Regions from separate parts of the Mus musculus genome. Here region 1 is linked to region 2. A link is a contact called in public HiChIP or PLAC-seq data. All regions are on one chromosome and are shown on one strand. The core of a region is the stretch at or near the end of the contact, and the rest is flanking DNA. Distances in the headings are between cores, read along the strand shown.

Region 1 (3,916 bases), core at 413-2,912, 1.3 Mb before region 2:
AGCACCTATCAGGGTTTCCCGATCAGGGTACTTCCCTTGTGTCTGATGGCTGCTCTCAGTTGAGAGGGGTATCTAACGTGCAAGGTCTGGCTGGGAGGTCATCCCGGCTTCAAAGCTGCCCCTCTGCTGTAGTCATATTGTCAACGTCCTGAAAATTGAACATGAATTACTGAGAAATCTTTCCAGGATCTAGTGAGTAGTTTCCTGTTGGTTGATTGCACCAGTCTGAGTTAAGGAGGAAGAAGGAAGATGGTGATCTCTGAGTGTCCACTGCTTAAGTCAGTGTCTTGCCCTCCTGTCTTCTCTACAGCCAAGCAGGTCGAGTATTTGGTCAACGAGAAGCATATCTATCTCCTGCCGAGTGGTCGGATCAACATGTGCGGCTTGACCACCAAGAACCTAGATTACGTCGCTACCTCCATCCATGAAGCCGTCACCAAAATCCAGTGAAGAAACACCTCGTAGTTCACGCCACCAAAGCAGTTCTTGTCACACCTTTCCTGCCTGCGCAAACCTAGCTGTACCTAGCTGTACACGTCCTTTATTAGAGATGACCGAGGGGAAGCAGCTGCTGTTTAGCTGACCCCCCACATGAGAAGACGTTTCTTGAAATGAGCCCCGGGGGCTCTGGGGTTAGAGCCTGTTGGAAACCAGAGTAGATTAAAGTTATTTAAGAATAAAAAGAACTTTGGCTATGAGATGTAATCACCTTGCCTTCCTCTCTAGCATTCTGCAGGAGTGATGCCCACGGAGCCTTGGGCTTCTGCGTGTTGCCTGACTGTACAAAAGTCTAGTCTCAAAGATCAAGTTGGTCTGAGGAGCCGGATGTGACTGTGGGTGTTGGCTGGGGCATTAAAACTCATCATCGCCACCCATCTCTGTCTCTCGTCACCCTGATCTCCCCGCACGGTTGTGTCCCTGGTCTGGAACATTAGTTTTTTTAAGGCAACTGTGGCCAATATTTATATCATGACATACAAATGGATTTACGTATTTGACTGAAATGAAAGTTCCACTAAACGGTATTTGCTCTTGTGATATGTGGCACATTGTGATATTTTCTTAGTCTGTTCTGTTTTATTTAAAAAATAAAACTGCTGATCAAGACAAGTGAAATGGAGTTTGTGATCCATTCATGAGTTGCCACCCACAGTTTAGAATGAAGTCTTTAGAGGGGTTCACTGATGGCAAAGGTAAAGGAAAAAACAAAATGTGTTCATGAAACTGGAAGTTCAAGTAGGATCCAGGCTGTAAGTCCATGTTGCTTTTGTAGGTTTATCGTTCAGACACCAGCCATTTTCTTAAGAAACTAGGATGATATCATTTAGAGGGATTCTAGAATACCAGCTCTTTCCGTCACCGCTGGAGCTGCTATGTCCCTAGTGTATTGAAAACATTACAGCTGCTTAAACATCACAAGTTCCAGAGTCCCTGAACTCTGGGAAAAGGGTGGGTCTGGAAAAATTGGTAGGGCTATGCCTTACTTTAAGCAACAGAGTAACCACTTTTCAAAATATTTAAGAGTAGCTTTTCAGAATTTCCCAGGACTCCCTTGAGGTATAAAAATCCCACGATTTTTAAAGATGGTCGGCTCCAGAAGTCACCAGGTCTAGCCTGGCTACCGCAGTGAAACAGTCTGCTTGCTTCCTGTTGTCTCTGACTCACCCCCTTTCCTCTGGGTGTGGTACGGAATTCTTTCCAAGCTTACCAAGACACCCTGTTCTGTTAGTAGGGCCTTTTAGTTTAAAAAAAGACCTTTGACCTTGAGCCAGAATTTGGACTGTTGCTGTCATTCTGCCGTCATTCCTCATTCCTTTCTTTGAATCAGTCTGTTGGTACTGAAACAGTCTGGCTTCCTGCCTTCGGAGAGGAACGGTGGTTATCCCTGGTCTGGCTTTCCTTTGCAAAGCCCTCCGCCCTTGCAGATCCTACCATCTGGCTGGGCTGACTCTCTGTAGGTGCCCCAGGCTGCTGGGTGTGGACGAGGTAAAGGTTATTAGACGTTAGCTTGCAGCTTGTTTCCATTTGTATCCTTTATTGAGGTTTGTTCTTTCAGCTCTAGGATGCTGCCTTCCCTGGAAGAGTTTCTTGCATTCTCCCTAGGGGTGGCTTAAGCCATCAGACTCCAGTACCTCTGATGGGGACAGACTTGGTTGTTGTGAGCAAAAGAGCATTGCTTGTTGCTCTTGCAGAGGACTGGGGTTCTGTTTCTAGCACCCACATGAAACCACAACTGCCCGGAATTCCAGATCAAGGGGATCTGACGCCCTCTTCTGGCTTCCAGGGGTACCTACATATGCTAAGGCATACACATAAATAAATCTTAAAAAACAATTTTGATCAATGTGGCCCTCCAAAATGTCCTACCCAGTAACCACCCCCCACCTTTTTTTTTTTTTTTTTTTTTTTTGAGACAGGGTCTCTCTGTGTATCCCTGACTGTCCTGGAACTCACTCTGTAAACCAGGCTGGCCTTAAACTCAGAAATCTGCCTGCCTCTGCCTCCCGTGCTGGGATTAAAGGTGTGCGCCACCACTGACTGGCTCCCCAGTAAACTCTTACTAGGGCATACTTTTCTTGTTAGGGAAAGAGAATTTTTCTTCTAGTTTTTTATTTTTAAATTTATTTTATAAAAATTTATTTATTAGAAAAATTTCTAATTTTTCTTCTAGGGGGAGTGCCAAAACTATTTAAATTAAGGAAACAACTTTAAGTCTCAATGCCAGTACCAACATGCTAAAAAAGTTTTTAGTATTTTAAAGAAAAAAAAAAAAGATGAAGTGGGACAAATTGGTTAGCGTGTCCTGTACTGTGTCTGGGGTTCTGTGGATGTTTGGGGGACACTGCAAGAGCTCTCAGATGTGGGTGCATGGTAGACTTCAGAGGTGGGCAAACAGAAAACTCCAACTTGCCAAAACTTCAATCAAGTTGTCCAAAGGCATCAGCGCCTTTGAGAGGCAGTTTTGAGAAATGAGTTAAGCAGCCTTTATTACACCACCTGCTAAGTGTAGCCCAGAGAAAACAGCCTTTAGCGTATTAAGGAAAGAATAGCCCCGATTGGGTCTCCAGAGAAGAATCCTGTATTGTTCCAGCATAACCCTCTAATGGTCTTGTTACACTGCTTGCAAGCTGCCTGGCTGGTCCGCCTTCTGGAGCCAGCTAACTGCACACGGAACCTCTGGCCCACTGCTTTCTTGTTCCTGCCTCTAGCCTTTGCGTAGGAACCACTGGAATGGGGCCATCTTGATGTTCCAGAAGGTCCGAGAAAGCCAGCAGAGTCTCAGGGGTGTAGGGTCTGGCCTCCAACATCCTGGTCTTTTCTCATGGTCACATGGGTTCAGCAGCCACTGGCCCTTCTCAGTATCCTCTTAATACCCCCTTGTCTCCACTTACATCCAGTCTTAGGTTTACTTCCCTCTTCTGCCGTTCATTCCTATAAAAATCCGACTCACCTGACTTCCCAAAGCAAAGTCTACCTGAAGTACCCGAACTTTGCTGTAACCTTACCTCAGCCTCGCACCTGCCTCAAGGGTAGTTAGTGCCCTGCAGGCAGGTGGGCCACACAGGTGAGATGTTGACACCTGTGCATTGTCTGACACGCATCTCAAATGAAACCATTTTCAAACTCCAGAATCCCATGGGCAAGCAAAGCAGCTAGTCCAGGAAAACACATTTTTATTTTATTTAAAAATTATTTACAATTTATTGAGTTTTCATAAATACTTTATTTTAAAATCTTTTTTTAAAATGTATTTTAACCTGAAGAAAATCGGAGGGGGGGGGTGGGGCTTGGGAGCTAGGGAAAGGAATGGTGACAGGTCCCTTAGAGGGTCTGCAGAGGGTGGAGTTAATACAACAGTAGTGGCCTGAGCCTGGTGGCCAAAGGACTAATGAGAGGGAACTTTACCTAGCAGGGC
Region 2 (4,159 bases), core at 1,149-3,648:
TGATCTGACAACCTCTCCTGGCCTCTAAGGACACCAAACAAACATACGGTGCATATAAATATATACAGACAACACAGCCGTACACATAAAATCTAAAACAAAGATAAATCACTTAAGGAAAAAACAAACATTTTAATGTAAACAAGACAGGCTAGGCATAGTGGCGCATGCCCTTAATCACAGCACTCCAGATAGTGGCAGACAGACCTCTATGAGTTCCAGGCCAGTCAGGAATATAATAAGACCATGGCTCAAAAAACAAAAACAAAAACATTTTTTAAAGCAAGTTGGTCCCAGTACTTGTAAGTCTGCAACAGAATGCTTGGAAGTCTGAGAGCAGCCTGCACTATGAGTTTCAGACTAGCCTGTGATATATACAATGAAACACTATCTCAACAACAAAAAGAAAGGAAAGGAAGCTGGAAGAAAATTACTGAGGATTAAAAAAATGAAGCAAAAATAGAAAAAAATTGAAAACCATAATCCCAAGTAACAGTGAAAATGGCATCTCGTTTTTTCAAAGGTATTTGTAGTTGAGTTTGTTTAAAATTATAACTTGATGGTAAGATAGCTTAGCCAGCTGGGCAGTGGTGGCGCACGCCTTTAATTCCAGCGCTTGGGAGGCAGAGGCAGGAGGATTTCTAAGTTTGAGGCCAGCCTGGTCTACAGAGTGAGTTCCAGGACAGCCAGGGTCACACAGAGAAACCCTGTCTCGAAAACAAAAACAACAACAACAACAAAATAGCTTAGCCAGTAAAGTGCTTGCTGCCAAGCCTGTGTCTGTCCCTAGAATCCACCCTGGAAGGAGAGCTAACTCCCAAAAGCTGCCCTCTGACCTGCACACAACGCCACATGCATACAAAAGAATAAAAATCAAGATTTTAATATTAATTACATTAATATTCAGAGAGAAAAGGGAAAAAAAATCCCTACATCTGCTCTAAGCTATACTAGGCCAGTGTCTTTCCAGCAGTCCCTAAGAGGAGCTTATCCAACTACAGTCCTGATGAAGACCAAGTGGTTCTCAGTTCCCACCTTCCCTGCATAGCGCTGGAACACAAGTAGACCTGAATACACCTAAAGGTCACACAAGTCTCCCCAGAACTAGTCATCGCTAGAGCAGAAAGGATAGCCCAACTACTGCCTAGCTGGCCAGAACTGCTAAAGACCAGGGAGACAGGAGAGCCCAGAGGAAGAACAAAGGAACCCTAAAGTCTGTACCTTAGCAAGTATCGAACACCGTCCCCTGCATCCTTCAGGGGTTCCAGGTAGATCTCCAGCCTCTTGTAGGACAGGACCAGGTTGAAGAGATCAAACGCTGCTGACTTGGTAGGGGCAGGTGGACACTCAGAGAGAACCTCAGGCATCCCGCTGGGGCTCGCCTCCGGCCCACTCAGGTCCCGATCCGAAGTCTGCATTCTGTAATCGTAAATCCCTACACTCACGATGCACTTCCAGACTACAACACATTTCCCCCTTGCATTACAGTTCGTGTGGTTCCTAAGGTTAACTGTGAGAGGTGAACGCGAATACCCATCTCACACTGCAAGAAATTTTATTCCTACTGAAGTAGGAAGTAGCAGGGTGAAGGGGATGTCTTCGCTATAAAGCCTATCACTCTTCATGAGCCCCTCCAACGCTCCTTTCCCTCACAGACCTTTCAAGAGCATATAAACCATTAATAACCAGGTTGTTGAAAGAAGGCAGTAGGTAATGCCAAGAGAAAAGATGTCCTGTGACATCTTTCTCCTATCTTTAGCTCCTCCTTCAGGTGTCAGGGTAAGGGGGACCATCTTGTCCTGGGAAGTCTTTATGAACGCGCCAGTGTACACTGGGAGACCCTTACCAGGGCTCCCAGAGGTTCATGAATTTCTCCTAACAACACTCTTATCACGCTCTTAACCCTGGCTCCCATTCATCACTTGGAAAGGGGTCGACTGGACCCCAAACTCTCGACAGGACGAGCTAGGGAGAAAGGGAACCCAAGCAAGCGCGAGACAGGCTTAGCAGGTCAGTGCCGACAGAGGCCCAGACCACCAGCCTGTCTGAGGCCGCGCAGGGCAGGACACGCCTAAGGTCGCTGTGCCTGCAGGTGGCGACCCACACGCGGTGGGAGGGCCGGAGGGCCAGGCTCCGTAAATAAATACAGTGAGGCTGGGGCGTCACGGTCGTCACCTACCCGGACGCTGTCCCAGGAAAGGAAGAGACAGGAACGGCCAGGGGGACAGAAGGGCCACCAAGCCCCGGAGCGGTCCCTCAGGCCAGGCCCGCCCCACCCCACGCCACGCCACGCCACCTCCCACCGACGCTCCGAAGTCGCAGGTCCACCCGGGAACCGTCTGCCCCTCCACCGCCGTCGCTTCCGGGACGCGACTCACTCTGCGGTGGCGCGCCCGTGACGTCACCGCGCCCGTCCCGCCTTGGGTCCGGCCTCCGGGCTTAGCTCCTCCCACCCAAGCGCAGGTGAGCAAGCGCGTTGATACTGCGCCTGCGCACTCTTCCCTCCTTGGCTAATTTCTGGTTAACTCTGTTCCTGCCACCCAAGAGATGACTCGTTTAATGCCCGGGAGTCCTAGGACCTGGGAGCCAGCCTAGCTCCGGAACATTACAGCAAGGACAGTTAGAGAGTCTAGCGTGGTGACACACTTGTAACCACAGCCTTTTGGTTTCTGAGGCTGGAGTATTGCAAGTTCAAGGCCAGTCTTGGCTATGGGAGCTTCTGGCTCAAAAAAAAAAAAAAAAAAAAAAAAAAAAGTGGGGCGTGTGGGGGCAGGGATGGAGAAGGATAAAAAAAAAGAAAGAAAATGTGGATAGAAGCTCTGAGAACCTAGGGAAGACAGAAAACACATCTTGTATGTCAGGTGCCTATGGGTAGTGCCATTTTAACGGTGAGAGAGCCCCTGGCTTGCTGCAGGAAGACACAGCAGCACAGAAACCAGCTGTCTGCTATAGTGCTTGCCGTGAGAACGCAGAGACAAACTGTACACGACACTGAAGTTTCTCTAGTAGTATCAGTAATTTCGAGGGTTACAACATTAGCAGAGACGGAACGGTGGTCCGTAGCTGCTGTGTTCAAGGTCCTGTGCAGGCCGTTCCTAGCTCTATCCTCTTCACATCTTGTGACCCAGCTGTTGTCCCTTAAAACACACCTCCCATGGGTTTCCATTTAACCAGCAGGCAGGCAGTACACTAAGCTTTTTGTGCACATTATCTTATCTGTTCCTCCTTCAATAACCCTATCGGGGTTATCACCATTTCACAGATGAGGAGTTGTAGTCATGGTAAGTAACTTCTTTAATGTCACAGCACATAAACTGCTCGGAGCTGGGATTTGAGCCAAATACATCACTGGATGCCAGCAACCCCAGCCATACCACCACCCACACGAGGCTGCATCCACTGGCTTCATCTGTCCTGCTGTTCTCTCTCAGGTGCCTCAGTCTCAGCCAGCTGAACCCTCTTTGTTACCTGCAAGGGCCCTGGACTCTTGCCAAGTCCTCAGATTGCTTGTCACACCTGCCTGCCCCGATTCTTGCTTCCATCCAAACCCAAGCAAGCCATCATAGCAGGAGTCAGCTGTGAGCAGCCTTCCCTAGCTGTTCAGCCGACAATAACCCCTCCTCTGAGCTACCCCAAAGCTTCACTGACATCTCGTCCAGCATCTCTTTTTCAGAGAGACAGGCACGCCTGCTCTCCTCAGCCAGGACTCAGCTGCACTGGGAATCTGGGCTCTCCTCACTTCCTTCAGGCTGGTCACTGTCCCACAGGCTCTGAAATCTTTACTCTCAGTAATACCCCTTCGCCTGGAGACAAGATGCACAAGAAATTTCTTTACCTCCACTTTTGTTTCCTCCTCTGACTTGCCCGCTCTTCTGCTCATTCCTCACCTATTCAGCCCTCGCCAACTGTAATCCCGTCTTCCTGGGTCACCTCTGCCTTTCTGGCTGCCACACCCAGCGAACATTTCCAGTCTTCCTTGCAGGAGCTCTCAGCAACACTGGACACTTCGCTGTTCTTCCTTTCCCCACCTGAGCGTCCAGGAGACCACCTCTCTTGGCCTCCTACCCTCAAGGTCTCCTTAGGGTTTTTCTTCCCTTGAATGTCATCTATCTGCCACCTTCCTTGCTTCTAACCCTCCCTGGGGATTGCATTCACGTTC

Evidence for each region. HiChIP or PLAC-seq counts read pairs in DNA pulled down with a chosen protein or histone mark.
Region 1: a contact with region 2 is called in an H3K27ac HiChIP or PLAC-seq map of embryonic stem cells, with 4 times the contacts expected there. The contact joins the enhancer-like site here to the promoter of Zfyve27 in region 2. A contact is called at or near these places in 3 of 39 promoter capture datasets (embryonic stem cells, hippocampal neurons and liver) and 2 of 115 datasets of contacts at active chromatin or transcription factors (both in embryonic stem cells).

Annotation. Positions count from the first base shown.
Region 1 is chr19:43,496,952-43,500,867 of GRCm38.p6, reverse strand. It overlaps Got1 (glutamic-oxaloacetic transaminase 1, soluble), which reads left to right. Exons shown (of 9, transcript NM_010324.2): 9 at 311-1,116. The coding sequence ends at 450. Cnnm1 (cyclin M1) reads right to left here. Exons shown (of 12, transcript NM_001373992.1): 12 at 3,658-3,916. Among named protein-coding and RNA genes, the nearest start is that of Got1, 26 kb to the left of the region's middle. Within about 2 kb of position 1,662, at least 88 of the 459 cell types and tissues checked have an H3K27ac peak or open chromatin away from gene starts, as enhancers often do. A contact at or near this core is called in embryonic stem cells and liver, where this site is marked.
Region 2 is chr19:42,168,806-42,172,964 of GRCm38.p6, reverse strand. It overlaps Zfyve27 (zinc finger, FYVE domain containing 27), which reads right to left and starts at 2,398. Exons shown (of 13, transcript NM_177319.3): 1 at 2,180-2,398; 2 at 1,222-1,419. The coding sequence starts at 1,418.